Regions from separate parts of the Mus musculus genome. Here region 2 is linked to region 1. The links are chromatin contacts, called in public HiChIP or PLAC-seq maps. All regions are on one chromosome and are shown on one strand. The core of a region is the stretch at or near the end of the contact, and the rest is flanking DNA. Distances in the headings are between cores, read along the strand shown. Region 1 overlaps Gm42266 (a long non-coding RNA gene). Region 2 has its middle 27 kb from the start of Bach2.

Region 1 (6,830 bases), core at 3,366-5,865:
AGGCCTTCAGTGTTCTGGCTGCTCATTAGACCAGCACTGAGATGGTGCTCATATGGCCTGAATAACTGATACTTTTTATAAGTAACTGAAGAGCTATAAAAAGCTTAGCATTTAAGAAAACAACAAACAGCTGTGGTAAATGAGCAAGAAAAAAAAAAAAAGAAAAATCTAAAGGAGCGAGCAAGCATTGTCTGGGCTGCAGAAGGTCAAGTTGCTGCAGGAGGAAGTGCTAAGCCCTCCTGTCGCAAATGCTACAGTGTATGGACCGGCCCCTCCCCCTCCCCCACCCCCTCAGCCACACCTCTCCCAGAACTTGCCCTCCTCCCTTATCAAAGAGAAAGAGCACAGGCAAGTCAATAGAATACTCAGCCATTATCTCCCGAAAACAGCATTTGTTAACCCAGGAGACCTAGCCACGGATTAAGCAGTGTCCACCTGAGGTCTTGCAGACCAAGGTCTCCAGTGAGAGCAAAACTCTCCCTGAGGTCAGCTGCCACTGCATTCTGGATGAGCCTCATTGAACTGGGGCGGCCCCTGGGATTGGTTTCTGTGCGCCCTGAGATGTCACACAGTTGCCCTTCCCTTTAACAGAAAACGTTATCTGCAGGCGCTACAGCTAGCAGTGGGTAACGGTATTCCTTCCAACTTCCTCACTTGGCTGATGGGTAAGTTCAGTGATGAAGGTCGCTGTCAGTGGGAAGGAGTGCAGGAAAGTGGTCGGCAAGCACTTGGCTCTGGCCTCTAAAGTCAACTCCACTGCTCACTGTTCACGACTTGAGTGTTAACCTCTCGGCACCTCAGCTTCCTTGGTAGTAAATTTAGGAAGTCGGTGTTTCCTTCCTCTGGTCTTCAGCTGAATCTCAGGTTAGCTTGCTAACTAATACTTGAGAGCAATCTTGAGTGGCCTGTAGACATCTCGCCTTGTCTCTAAGCTTTGGGTGATATTCTTAATAATACATCGTAAGCACAAGTTGGAAGAAATGGAAAAGGAGCAGGAAAAGGGTCGGTCTGTTGTTACCGAGCAAAGGTTTTTGCTTCTTATGTTATTGAATGAAGAAGTCAGCCCAGACAGATAGCTAAGGAAAGGACAGTATACTCCAGAGAGAGACTACCATGGTCAGGGTGAACTAAGTAAGTGCTTTGGGTTCTGTGTTGTGGGTTTTAAAACCATTTTAATGAATATTTATTAAGTGGGTGGTATGTTCATGAGATCAGGTGACTCCCTTCCAAATCATGTTAGACCAGACCTCCTTTTTTTTTTTAAACTATTCTTCTCTCACATATTACATCGCGATGGCAGTTCCCCCTCGCTCCCTCCTCCCAATCCCTCCCCACCATCCCCACTACGCCCCAGATCCATTCTTCCATTTCCTTTCAGAAAAGAACGGGCATCTCAGGGATATCAACCAAGCATGGTATAGCAAGTTACAACAAGACTAGGCACAAACCCTTATGAAGGTTGGACAAGGTAACTCAGCAAGAGGAAAACGGTCTCATGAACAGGCAAAAGAGTCAGAGACAGCCATCCCCACTTCCACTGTTAGGAGTCCCACAAGAACACCAAGCTACACAACATAACATATATGCAGAAGACCTAGGTCAGACCTATCAGGATCCCCAGCTGCTGCCTCAGTCGCCACGAGCCCCTATGAGCCCTGGTTAGTTGATTCTGTGGACTTTTCTATGGTGTCCTTGACCCCTCTTCCGTAGGATTCCCCAAGCTCAGACTAATGTTTGGCTGTAGGTCTCTGCATCCATCTGCGCCCACTGTTTCCGTCAGTTGCTGGATGAAGCCTCTCTTATAACAATTGGAATCTCCTTTTATTATTATTATTTTTTTATTTTTTGGGATCTCCTTTTAAATGCATTTCTTTCCATAGTTCTTTTGAAAATTCCTCATTGTGGTTCAAAACCACAATGCACACGGATATAAGGAAGACTGGGTCTTTTGAGGGTGTGGACTGTTCATAAACTAATAGGAATGGTAGTTGGAAAGTGCTGTGGTGTACCTCTGATACAGTGAGAGGAACCTGACTGTAGCTTCAAGTTCATCTAACCACACAGGAATGCTCTGGTCCACTCCCGTTGATGCATCTACAGCACAATTCCCACACATAAGAGAGCATTGTGGGAGATGGGATGAAAAGATCGTAAGGAACTTTGGACTGTAAGGATGAAAGACAGAGAACCAGGATATGATGGCTGCAGAAAAGCAGCCAGGAAATCCTAACAATATGGCTGCCTACCCTAAACAATGGCAATACTTTTGACATTCCAATGTGGATGGGGGGATCTCACGGCTAGGTGAAGAGCTGCAGGAAATTAACAGATGAGAAAGAGATAATCTTCCCCGGGGATTAGCTCACAACTGGTTATCCGATGCCAAGTGGTCTATCCTAAAAACATGTATGCAAAGAAAATGAAATGAACTCAGCATGCTTTATTATGTATTTATTTGTGTGTGTGTGTTGGATAGTTTTATGTCAACTTGACACAAACTAAAGTCACCTGAGAGGAAGGAACCTCAATTAAGGAAATGTCTCCAAAGATTTGGCTGTAGGCAAACCTGTAAGGCATTTCTTTTAAACCAGCGATTTGATGGGGCAGGGCACAGGCCATTGTGCTTGGTGCCACCCAGGGACTGATGATCCTGGGTTCTATAAGAAAGTAGGTTGAGCGAGCCAAAGTGATCGAGCCAGTAAGCAGCACCATCCATGGCCTCTGCATCAACTCCTGCCTCCAGGTTCCTTCCCTGACTTCCTCTAATGACAGATTATGTCAGTGTAAGTCAAATGAACCCTTTCTTCCCCAACTTACCCTCCCTCGCTCACGATATCATCATAGCAATAGCAACCCCAATTAAGACACTCTCTGTGTGTAACCGATAAAGAAAAAGAGCCCATGAACTGGAGAGGGAGTTGGGGAGGGGCATGGAAAAGGTTGGAGAAGGAAGTGGGGAGTTAATATGCAAATCCAGAGCACACATATGAAGTTAAAAAGATAAGCTTAACATTTTGAAGTTATAAAGATAAGCCTAACATTTTGAAGGAAGGACATATCCATAACCAAGGCTTTGCTGCTTAGGTGAACCCTAAACAAATATGGTCCTTATTTACATCCATCAGCAATTGCTGAGGGGAAAATGACAATGGGGTCATCTTTTTTAAAGAAAGTAAGCATTTGGTTCTCATCTCTGTGGTGAAACACCTGACATAAACAACTTAGGGGAAGGAAGGTTTATTAAGTCACAATTTCAAAACATGACCCCTGAACCCACTGCCTGGGCCCTAAAGTGAAGCTGGACATAATGGTGGAAATGGTATGGTGGGACACACCAGAGGCTGCCCACCTCTTGCTGGCTCGGAGTAAAAGAAGAGCAACAAGAGGCCAGAGCCCAGACATTCTCTCAGAGGCACCGTGACCTCTTTCCCTAACCAGGTCCACCTTCCAAGGCTGTACCACCTCCCAATGGTCAATTCAGATTTTGATCCCATAAGTGCAATAAGCCATTGATTAGACCTAAGTCCTCATGATCCAGTTGTCTCTGGAAATCCCTTTATAGATGCATGCAGAGGCGTGCCACATCCATCTAGACCCCTTTCCTTTTTCGCGTTCTCTCCTACGTTTATGTTTATTATTCTTATTTTATGTATATGAGTGTTTTGCTTGTGTGTCTGTCTGTGCACCAAGCACGTGGAGTGCTCTCAGATACTAGAAGAGGATGCTGGATCTTCTAGAGCTGAGTGGCAACAGACAGTTGTTACGTGCATCTGGGCCTCTTTCAATTCAACCAAGCACAGTCAAGATTAGCCATCATGCTCAAAGGTCAGGATGTTTGTTCCCATGGCTATGTAGCGACACTGCAGCATTTCATCCACGCCGATTCTGGAGAAAGATATGCATTATAGAAAGGCCTTCTTGTCCCACGCAAACTGGGTGAACATCCCAAATAAGGAATCTCTCTTACATTTACCTTAGGACACGGGACTCCCGTAGACAGAGATTTATTTGAAAACTGTACACAGAGAATCACTAAGTTCTGGGACTTGTCGATTCCTTAGATTGCCACCACAGACACCAAATCCCCTTTCCACTGTGCAAGCGTCCCCACAACCCTTGTCATACTTGGACCACGATGGAAAGCAGACCAAGGTCTGAAGAGGGTGGATTTAGGCACAAGGGAGCTTTTGAAAGCTTGCTTTGATGTCTCTGGTTTAAATTTACAGCCCCGTCCACTCAGACGAAGAGGGGGCCACCGTGATGCACCGACGAAGGCGGAGAAAGCATTCTCAGTTGTGTTTCTAGCCTCGAGATGCTCTCCACACCTAAGAGTGGTACTCCGAGATGGAAGACCGCTACTCCTCAGATCTATTCTCTTCCAGTCTCAGTGGCAGCTCCATGCTCTCTGCTTTAAGATAATTTCTAGCTCGCCCCGTCCAAACTACAGCACCAAAGCCCAGCATGATACAGAAGTCCTGGTCTTTGATAATGAAATGCTTTCCCCTTCAGGACCTTGCCTACCTCGATTCTTCCTCTAAGCATATGCTCTGATTAAAAAGGACACAATTAGAGTCTTCTCCCCCTTCTCATCAGGGTATTAGTCTTTGCTGACCCAACGCTGACTCATTCCGTGATTCATCTCCCCAGTGCTCTCGGAGGGCAAATAGGTGTCAAGTCTGGGGGGACGAGCTTCTGTGAACGCGCTTTTTACTGGAACCTATCCTACCTCAAAGCTCTTCTGCCAGATTCCATTAGGAAATTGCAAGCAGATGCATAGATCCAAGTGCCCTCTTCACTCCTCCTCATAATATATACACATCAGATTTCAGGGAGGGGCTGAGCTGACTGCCTCTCATGATTTCTGGGCACAACAGACATGCAGGCCAATGTGAATCCCAAGCATGCAGCTCCTGTGTGCATGAATACATATCACATATCCCCTCTCATCAGTGAGAAACTACGGAGCTACCAGACAGGGGGAGAGCAAAGTGACAATCGATATGTTGTACTTCAGAATGTCAAGTGAAGGCCATAACAAGATGGGCAGCCTGCCCCAGGAATTTGAAAAGAACAGAAATACCTAAGGATTGATTAGGGGCCGGGCCAAATTCCAGGCTTGAACTCAATCACAAATTATGCTAAAAGCTCCCAAGGGATGGCTCCAATTGGCGATTTTTTTTTGAGCATGCATTCCGTTCTTCTGATACAGACATCATTCCTGCCTGGGAGATGACTGGAGAATTAAAAGCTGGAGCAAAAAATGAGTTCAGGAAGGGCTGTTTTCTCATCCGAATGCCCTCGATCTCCCTGAGACATCTCCCACAGTCTTTAAAAATGAGTGGATTTTATTATTCCGCTTTGCCATTCTGGCCCATCATGAAGGCCAAAGCCAGCATTCAGAACAATAAGAATTATCTCAGATGACAATGGCCAGGTCAGAAGACTGCACTGTGGCAGACAGACTTCCAAGCAGAACTGTACGAGGCAAGTCGAAAGGCAGGTGTGGTCAACCTTTAAGGAAATGTCCTTAAAGGGGTTTTCCTATTCTTTCAGGAACATTTAGGTCTTGTCTTTTTCCTGTGGACAGAGACATATACTTAATCACTAGCATATTGTATAAGAGAAAAATATATAGACCTTCAAGACCTTCAAAATATATAGCCACAGTTCCAACCTTCATTACCAGAAATAACTAGAGGAAATGAGAAGCAGGTGGGGGAAGGCTTTCCTGAGCGATGCCAGGACTCCGCTTTAATTCAGCTTGTGGATGGCCTGTTCCCACCTCCCCGTCTGGCTGACCATATATTCAGAGGTCAAACTACTAAAATCGAGCAAACACACTCAATTTCCTTTAGACTTAACCTCTGCAGTAAGAAGAAGCACATTTCTCTTGAGACGACGTGAACTTCAAGGGGTCTGAATTAATCAAAGACAATGCTAAGACCATGTGGTGTGGTGGTGGTGGTGGTGGTGGTGGTGGTGGTGGTGGTGGTGTGTGTGTGTGTGTGTGTGTGTGTGTGTTTGTGTATGTGTGAAATGGGCACTGGAAATCTAAAAGGAGTTCTTTATTTCTCCAATGGATAAATTATATCTTCCAGAGAATAGTGTACAAGGTCTGTTGGCATTGGCAACCATTCCCTTGGCGTTAGTATCTGACAATATCTTTTGTTAATGGCTGGTAAGTGGACAAAGCGAACACAGGGTAGACCTAAGGACACACCTCTTCTCCCTTCCACAAAGAACCCACATTACTCCCTTTATGTTCTTTAGGCAGCTGTTTTAGTCCTTTGAAATTTAAGAACTGCCCAAGAATTTAAAAGTGGTCATTAGCATATGCTTTGAATATATACCAGAGACTACTGTCCTGCACAAAGGGAGAGTAAGGCCATTCACAATTCAGCATTCTACTTGAAGCAAGATCCTTCTTTGTTAGTTTACAGCCTAGCTCTGGGAGCATCTCACATAATTTTGGTAGACAAAGGGGGGGGGGAGGGCAGGAAATGAGTTTAAGCCCTGCTTCTACCTCTTCCTGAATACTAACCTTTGACAAGTCGTTTAACCCCTGGATAACTCAATTTCCCTATCTGTGAAATGAAGCATTGAAATAGATCATTTCCAAGGTCACTTTCTGCTATAAAATTTTATGATGCCTGAGGCTCTGGATATATTGGAAAAAGCTGTGTGTGTATGGATTTGTTGCACTTAAAACCCCAGGGAGCTAGAAAGACTTTAAAGTGATACAGGAGTATAACAGAAAGTTAAGAGGATGCCCGTGTTCCTAATGAATGAACTTGCTCAAAATCCATCTCTGTGCAAGGAAACCTTTGGTT
Region 2 (6,910 bases), core at 691-3,190, 210 kb after region 1:
GCTAAAAGGGGCGTGTCTGGGAAGGAGGAGAGGCCAGTGAAATGCCTGGTCAGTGTCCCCTGGGATGGCCTCTCAATCCACTCTACTGGCAGTCATGATCAACTGGAGAAAGTTCTTGCACTAGTGAGATGCGCAGGGACTAGCAGTTTCTGACCGGGAAGCACACTCGCTGTGTTTAATAAAAATCTTAGTTTCCGAGGCCTTTGGACTCCTTCCTGGAGAGGATGCTGCGTAGTGGGAGCTGTTGAAGCCCAGAACCTCCACAGTACAGCCAGCAGCTGAGCCTTGCCAAGGGCCCGGTTAGGCCAAAGTTGCCATCCCCCTGCCCCTTTCTTTTACTCTAATTATCTTCAGTAGCTTGAGTTGGTTAAATCACACCACATTCTTTCTGATTTTATTTTTACTGTAAATTATTTCGGAGCAAGCAAAGCCCGTCTCCCCAGACTCCCTGAAGCCATTGCCAGGAGTGGATTGCTGTTTCTGAAAGGAAGAGGGAAGTGTATTGTGTGGGGAGGGGTGGGGTGGGGGCTGTTGTGGTGGCCCTGTGTCTGCTGAGGTTTAACATCGAGCCCTATCCCTCTTTCCCACCTGCTGCCTGAGGCTTGCCCAGGGGAGAAGAGCTGTTGAAGGGAAAATGGCTTCCCTGACCTCCGAAGGAGGCTGAGGTGAACAAACTTTAGTCTTTTCCACCTCAGAAGTGAGGGCCACATCCTTCTGATGCCCGAAGCCACAAACCCCAGAGCCAGAAGCAGCCACTTACAGGATGGTATTTGCAAATCAGACATGGTTCCTGCTCTCTATTTGGAGCAATTTGGGTGGGTCTGGGCTGGAAAAGAGGGAAAGTGTGTTGCTTTTTTTAATCCAACAACTTATAACTGTGTCAACACATAAGACGGTCTGTCAAAGCTTTCCTCTGGTGTTGCTGCTGTGAATTAATTTTGAGAGTCACTTGTGAGCAGTAAACACTTTTGCAGCATGAACAACTCTGTACAGTAGGAGTTGTCAACAGCTTGCTGTCCCCCACCCCCACCCCCGTGAGGGGGGAGTGAGGCAGAGCAGCGGGCGCATACACACACACACACACACACACACACACACACACACACACACAGGAAGCTGGCTGAAATACAAGGAACAGAAAGTCACCGCCACTCCTGTTGCTTATCTTTCGGCGGTTTCCTTTCTTCTATTGACCACAAGAAATGGGAGGATTTGGAATGTGTGCAGCTGAGTCGGCCTGTGCCTCTGGGCATTTGGACACTTCTTGCTGTTTGAGAATTGGCTCTAGAACTTGTGGGCCACCTTGAGGTGTTTTTTTTTTTTTTGTCCCTAATTGATTAGAGAGCCACCACATGGAGCAAGATACAAAGACACATACTGTGTCCAATACTGATTTGAAAGAGAGCCTATGGGTTTTTTACATTTTGTGGCAGTAGCCTTGCGTATTCTGCTGAGCTTCATCCACACAGTTAAAACAGTCTCTCTCTTGACTTAACACCTGATGGAGCTCTGTGTGTACCTATAGGTAGCTCTGTGTTTCTGTTTGTTTAGGGATCTCCATTTTCTCTCTACTCTGTCTGCCATCTAGATATTGGGGTGACTAGCCAAACCAGACCAGCACTTTCTCTCCAGCATGCTCTGTGACACATAGCAGCTCCCAAAGCATTCTACGACACGCCAGTGATGAGCATCCGTGACTCTGACCCTCATTTTGAGATCTGTACAGAGCTGTCCGTTCCTTTCACATCTACAAAAAAGAAAAACAAAAAACTTAAATATACCATCCTCCGTCTAGAAGCTACGGTAGGTGTGTTAGCCGGCCCAGCTGCAGAGGCGTGGGTTTCCTGTGTTTATGTTAAACCTGCTGGATACAGTCACCCTCCTGTTTTGTTCCTAAAGTCCCTTTCTTCATGCTTTACATTTCCTCAGTTGCCTGACGTGCATTATAGACATGTTAAACCTGTTTGTAGCTCACAGACCACACAGCAGAGGCTAGAGACTGCCTCCTCACCTGGTACAGTGCTTTCACTGGGCACACATCATACTCCAGAAACAGGGGAGACCTATAGGTCCCGAGGGGACACAGGGGGTAAATGGATTGGGTCTTCTTCAGCATCATTTATTTCCAGGAGCCCTCAGGGAAGACCCCAAACACTCACTGGTGACATGGGTCATATGTGCCAGATATGATCTTGTGACTCTGGGACATGACAGGATTGGGCTCTCTGAGGGCAGTAAGGACTGAGTGCATCCCGAGGCAGGGGCAGGGACTGGCTGCACAGGCTCCTGCTCTCAAGCCAGCACACGACATCTTGCTCTTACTTTGTCAAACGATGTTGGCAGGGATCCAGTTTGCTACGCAGTGGAAGAGTAGACCTTTCCTCTTTCCTAAGAGATGGGCATGTGGAGAGGAGTGGTCTTCTGAGGCAAACGTCCCATCCTCCTCTCAGTCTGGGCTGTGCTCGGTTCACTCCATTCCTGACTGTAGAAGAGAGAAAGAGGTGGAAACGTGTTAGAGCCCTCAACGAGTTAACTGAGAGTGTTTTCAAGTAAGAATCATCATGAAATGTATGGAACATAAAAGGCAAATGCAAAATACTTAAATGACAGGTGGCATCATCTGAAAAGGACGTGGGGGCTGATCCCAGCGCCGCGATCCCACACAGCTGCATTAATTTGCCTAATCACTGGATTGCTGTACCCAGTGTCTATAAATAAACACACAAACTAATCTTTTGATTATCCTCCTTTTTTGGGGGGAACATTTAATTTTCCTTGCTTCCCCTCCCCCACCCCATCTTCGTGTCTTTTCATTGTGATTAAACTGAATTTCTAAATCTCGAGTTAATACAGCTTCTCCTATAGCTATTAACATTAGACAGGCGACAAGCAAAAAGAACAAAAAAAAAATCAGTTCACAGAGAAACACAGGTGGCCACTAGCTGTATAAAGGGGGTATTCAGCTCTGTGATCATTGATAGGGAATTTGAGGTGGAAAAAAATCAATTAGTTGTTATTTTCAAGTATCACATAATCACACAGATTAAAATTATTGGGAAAGCTTTAGCAACTGCAAAAGTGTGAGAAACCCCATGCAAAATGAGATGCGTGTGCATGGCCTGGCTTCTCAAACCCCCAAATGCTGGTGGTCTGTACTCACCACCAAGGACAGATGCTTAAAGGCAGGCTACGAAGTGCTTGCGTCTTTAGAGACAGCGTCTCCTCAAGTGCTCAGGCATAGTGCAGGGCAGGAAGGAGGACCTGAGTCCAGTTTGTTGTTGCCAGGCTCCCTGGTGTTCTTACTGCTGGTCCCCAAATCACATTGACCCCTGGGATTAAACTGTGGTCCTGTGTGTAGACAGATGCTTAGGAATCTTGCTCCCCCAAGACTGTCAGTCTTGGTAATTTTTCATCTTTTCCTTCTACAGTATTTAATATTGTTGACGTTCTTTGCGGGGAGGGTCGGGTCAGGCAGCGAGGCTCTCCGTCTCTCTCCTCCTTGCTCTGTCTCCCTGCTCCCCCTACTCCAAACCCATGGAGCCCAACCTGTGTTGACTATACATTCAGCAATCATTTCTGTGGTTCGTTTCCAGGTCTACTTGAACACTCATGGAGGGCAGAGCACCTAGACCTGTCATTTTTAAGGATGGCAGATCATCAGAATTACACAGGTTCTATAGGCTAGCCTCAAACATTCTGATTGGACCATCCTTACATGAAGACGTGAGCTTTTCCAAAAGTCCCCTTGGGTGATTCTAACACACACTGACCCAGTCCTCAGATTCCTCGCCCGGCAGCTTTGAGACAGGCATGACATTAGAGGCTCCCATCATTGGCCTTGCTCACTCTCCTTTCACCGTTCTCTGGAGGAAGAGGTGGGTGCTGGATTTCTGACCTATCTCCAGATAATCTGTCCAGTTATCCTGCAGCCATTTCCTGGAGCTGTTGGAACAAATCATGAACTTGGTGCCTTGAAACAGAAGAACTATGTCCACTTGGTTCTGAAGGCCAGAAGTCTCAAAGTAAGAAGTCAGCAGGATGCGTTCTCCCGAGACCCCGAGAGGCCCATTCCTTGTCTCTTGCAGCTTTTGCTACAAGCGTTTATTGGGTATTTATATGAGTGTTTATTGGCCATGGCCGCCTGCTTCGCATAGCTGACTCCATCTTCTCAGGACCTTGGCATCTAAGGACATTTGTAATTGGATTTAGGCCACACAGATGAAACAGGACAACTTACTCTTGAGACCAACAATTACATCTTCAGCCACCCCTGTTTCCAGATAAGGTCATAATTACATGTTCCGGAAGTTAAGACACTGACACGTATTCTTGGGGTAGAGAGGTCATAGCACAGTTCAGCTCCCTTCGTCTTCTTTGCATCATCCATGTGCAGTACACGCTATGATTTGTTTCTCACACTTGGTCTTTACAGTTGAGGATGAGGTTTCTCAAAAATGCTTTGCCAGTGTCTGGTCATGCACAACCTTGGACATCCCCAGGGAAGTGTTGTGAGTCACAGCCCCACAAAAATAATGCAGGGGCCGTGGTATGCGTGGCCAAGACGTGAGTCATTTACCAAAATAGACAAGAGGAGAACTAGATTAGTAAAAGGGAACCCTGCTCGTACATGACAGGTGTCTGCCATCGACCCATAATCAGCCTTTCAATGGGCAGGTCTAGCCTTTGCTACCTGGAAAGTCTAAACTAAACTCCAGCCAAACTGATCTTACTAATATGCAGGTAGCCTCATGCCAGAAATCCAAACAGCCAACTATTAGGACATATGTGAATGGAAATATTTGACCTCTTCTCTCCTTAAGATACATAAACCCTACTTAATTCAGGATATGTGAAACTTGTGTGTATATGTGTGTGTGTGTGTGTGTGTGTGTGTGTGTAGTGTGTGTATACTTTTAATTAAAAATATTTAATGAAATAAATTAATGACCATGGAGAATAATTTTTTAAATTTAAAAATCAGAAACAACAAGGAGAAGAATTTCCAGTTTGCTTATATTTCCAGTGTTCATGGTTGACTTTGAAGATAGAACCTTTATAAGCTGACCTGACTGCGGCTCAGTTGTTTTCTTGGTAGTGGGAAGATACCTTTTAAAATATGCATGTTACATAGACTAAATAATGTGTTTCTCTGAAAGTTATGAGTAAATAGTTATTTACTATTTATCAGCCTTTGGGTGAGTCCCAGTCTCATCTTGGACCTGGGGTCTGCTGGTTTGGATGCCTGGGTCCTGTCACACACATTAATAGAGATTTCTAATTTCAGTCTTTTAAATGGAAGACTTTTTAAAACCTTGCAACATAATCTGACTACAAAATCAGTTTTTAATGATTTTTTAATCTCTCACTGTTGCATCATTTCCAACTCAATAGCAGATTTCTTTCAATGACTTATGTCATTCATATCTTTTATCACTGTAAATTTTCATTAAAATTACTTTCATACTCAAATTGCCCTGGCTCAAATATTTCATCAGATTCTATAATTGTTATAACAAGTAATGCTGGCATTTTTAAGTGTGCGGCTCTCCCACAGGCAGTGGTTGTGCCCCAGGACCAGCCTGAGAGCATCCATTGGACAAAGGTTTTATAAGTGTGCTCTATGGTGGGATGCAGAACGCTGAGATGTCCTGGAGAAGCTTGACTTAGGTGTATCAGTTAAGAGACTTTCTACTCCAAGAAGCTCACAGGTAAAATCCCGTCTCAAAGATGAATAGTCACCACGTGGAAGAAGGGTTCTGCCAAACACAGGAGCCTGCTTTAGGACAGTATGATCTGCAGCAAGGCTTCACTGAGTCAAGGATGCTATAAGCCAATATTAAGCACGTTCAGAAGAGCCCATGAATGTGAATCATAAAGTTTGTGTTTGGTATTTTGTTTTGCTGGGGATAGTAGTTAATAGTATGATAGCTTTGGCTTTTTCAGACATCCTTATTGTTTTTGTACACACATCCCTCTTCTGAACTTACTTCTCCCATCCCCCTTTTCCCATTTCCCTTAACAGATCCTGCTGTTCCCCTTTCCCTCCACCACCTTCTGTATTTATGTCCTTCCCCTTCCTAAAGACAGTACCACCCCCAGCCCCCACTTCCGTTTGTACAGCATACAAACAGAGTCTGGTCCTTACTGGAATAAAGGCAAACATTTCTATTCCTGTTCTGAGGATAACAAAACAGACCCAAAGACTCTCTGCTCCATGAAAATGTAGACCATTGTGGCCTTATTATTATGGCTTTCATTTTAAATCCATTACTATCTTCCGGGTCCTCTCTCCATTTTGAGGGTTCGTGGGGACACCCATCCTGGTCATTGATACCCTTAGTACCTGATGAACGAGGTGAATGAGTCAGTGGGGCAGGACATACAGCTAACAGAAGTGTGACTATGCCAGACTCGGTCTGTGTTCCTTTCACATAAGAATCCCCTGGCATCTGTGCCCTCAGTGTTTCCAGGCCTGAGAAAACTCACTTACCTAGTCACAGACAGATTACAGTAAATACCACAAAGGAAGATGAGCATCTCTCTGATTCTGACACATTCACTCTTTGATGGGCACAGCATAGCTTTTCTCATACACAAGGGTACAAGTTTTAAAGTTGGGCTTCAAAATCATCTGGATAGGCCCCAGTCAGTAGTTGGGTGTTTTTCAAAGTGAATATTATATTCTAAGAGATTGTTTGTCCTAGTTAATTAAGCACTGAAGATATTTATTTCACTTAAAAATATTTTCAAAGAACCATCAGTAAATATCAATTCCATCTTTGCATCAACTTTTGCAGTTATTGGATAATTCTGAATGTTTTCAAGAAACAACTAGCCATTGTGTGTGTGTGTATGTGTGTGTGTGTGTGTGTGTGTGTGTGCGCGCGCGTATGCATGTGTGTACATGCAC

The links. HiChIP or PLAC-seq counts read pairs in DNA pulled down with a chosen protein or histone mark.
Region 2: a contact with region 1 is called in an HNF4G HiChIP or PLAC-seq map of pancreatic cancer cells. The contact joins two enhancer-like sites. A contact is called at or near these places in 3 of 484 Hi-C or Micro-C datasets (Sertoli cells, embryonic fibroblasts and muscle stem cells) and 2 of 115 datasets of contacts at active chromatin or transcription factors (Th17 cells and pancreatic cancer cells).

What each region holds. Positions count from the first base shown.
Region 1 is chr4:32,170,311-32,177,140 of GRCm38.p6, forward strand. The region is part of intron 1 of Gm42266 (a long non-coding RNA gene); the gene reads right to left. Among named protein-coding and RNA genes, the nearest start is that of Gm52717, 13 kb to the left of the region's middle. Within about 2 kb of position 4,616, at least 22 of the 459 cell types and tissues checked have an H3K27ac peak or open chromatin away from gene starts, as enhancers often do. A contact at or near this core is called in pancreatic cancer cells, where this site is marked.
Region 2 is chr4:32,386,946-32,393,855 of GRCm38.p6, forward strand. It overlaps a transcript of Bach2 not described here. Among named protein-coding and RNA genes, the nearest start is that of Bach2, 27 kb to the right of the region's middle. Within about 2 kb of position 1,941, at least 94 of the 459 cell types and tissues checked have an H3K27ac peak or open chromatin away from gene starts, as enhancers often do. A contact at or near this core is called in pancreatic cancer cells, where this site is marked.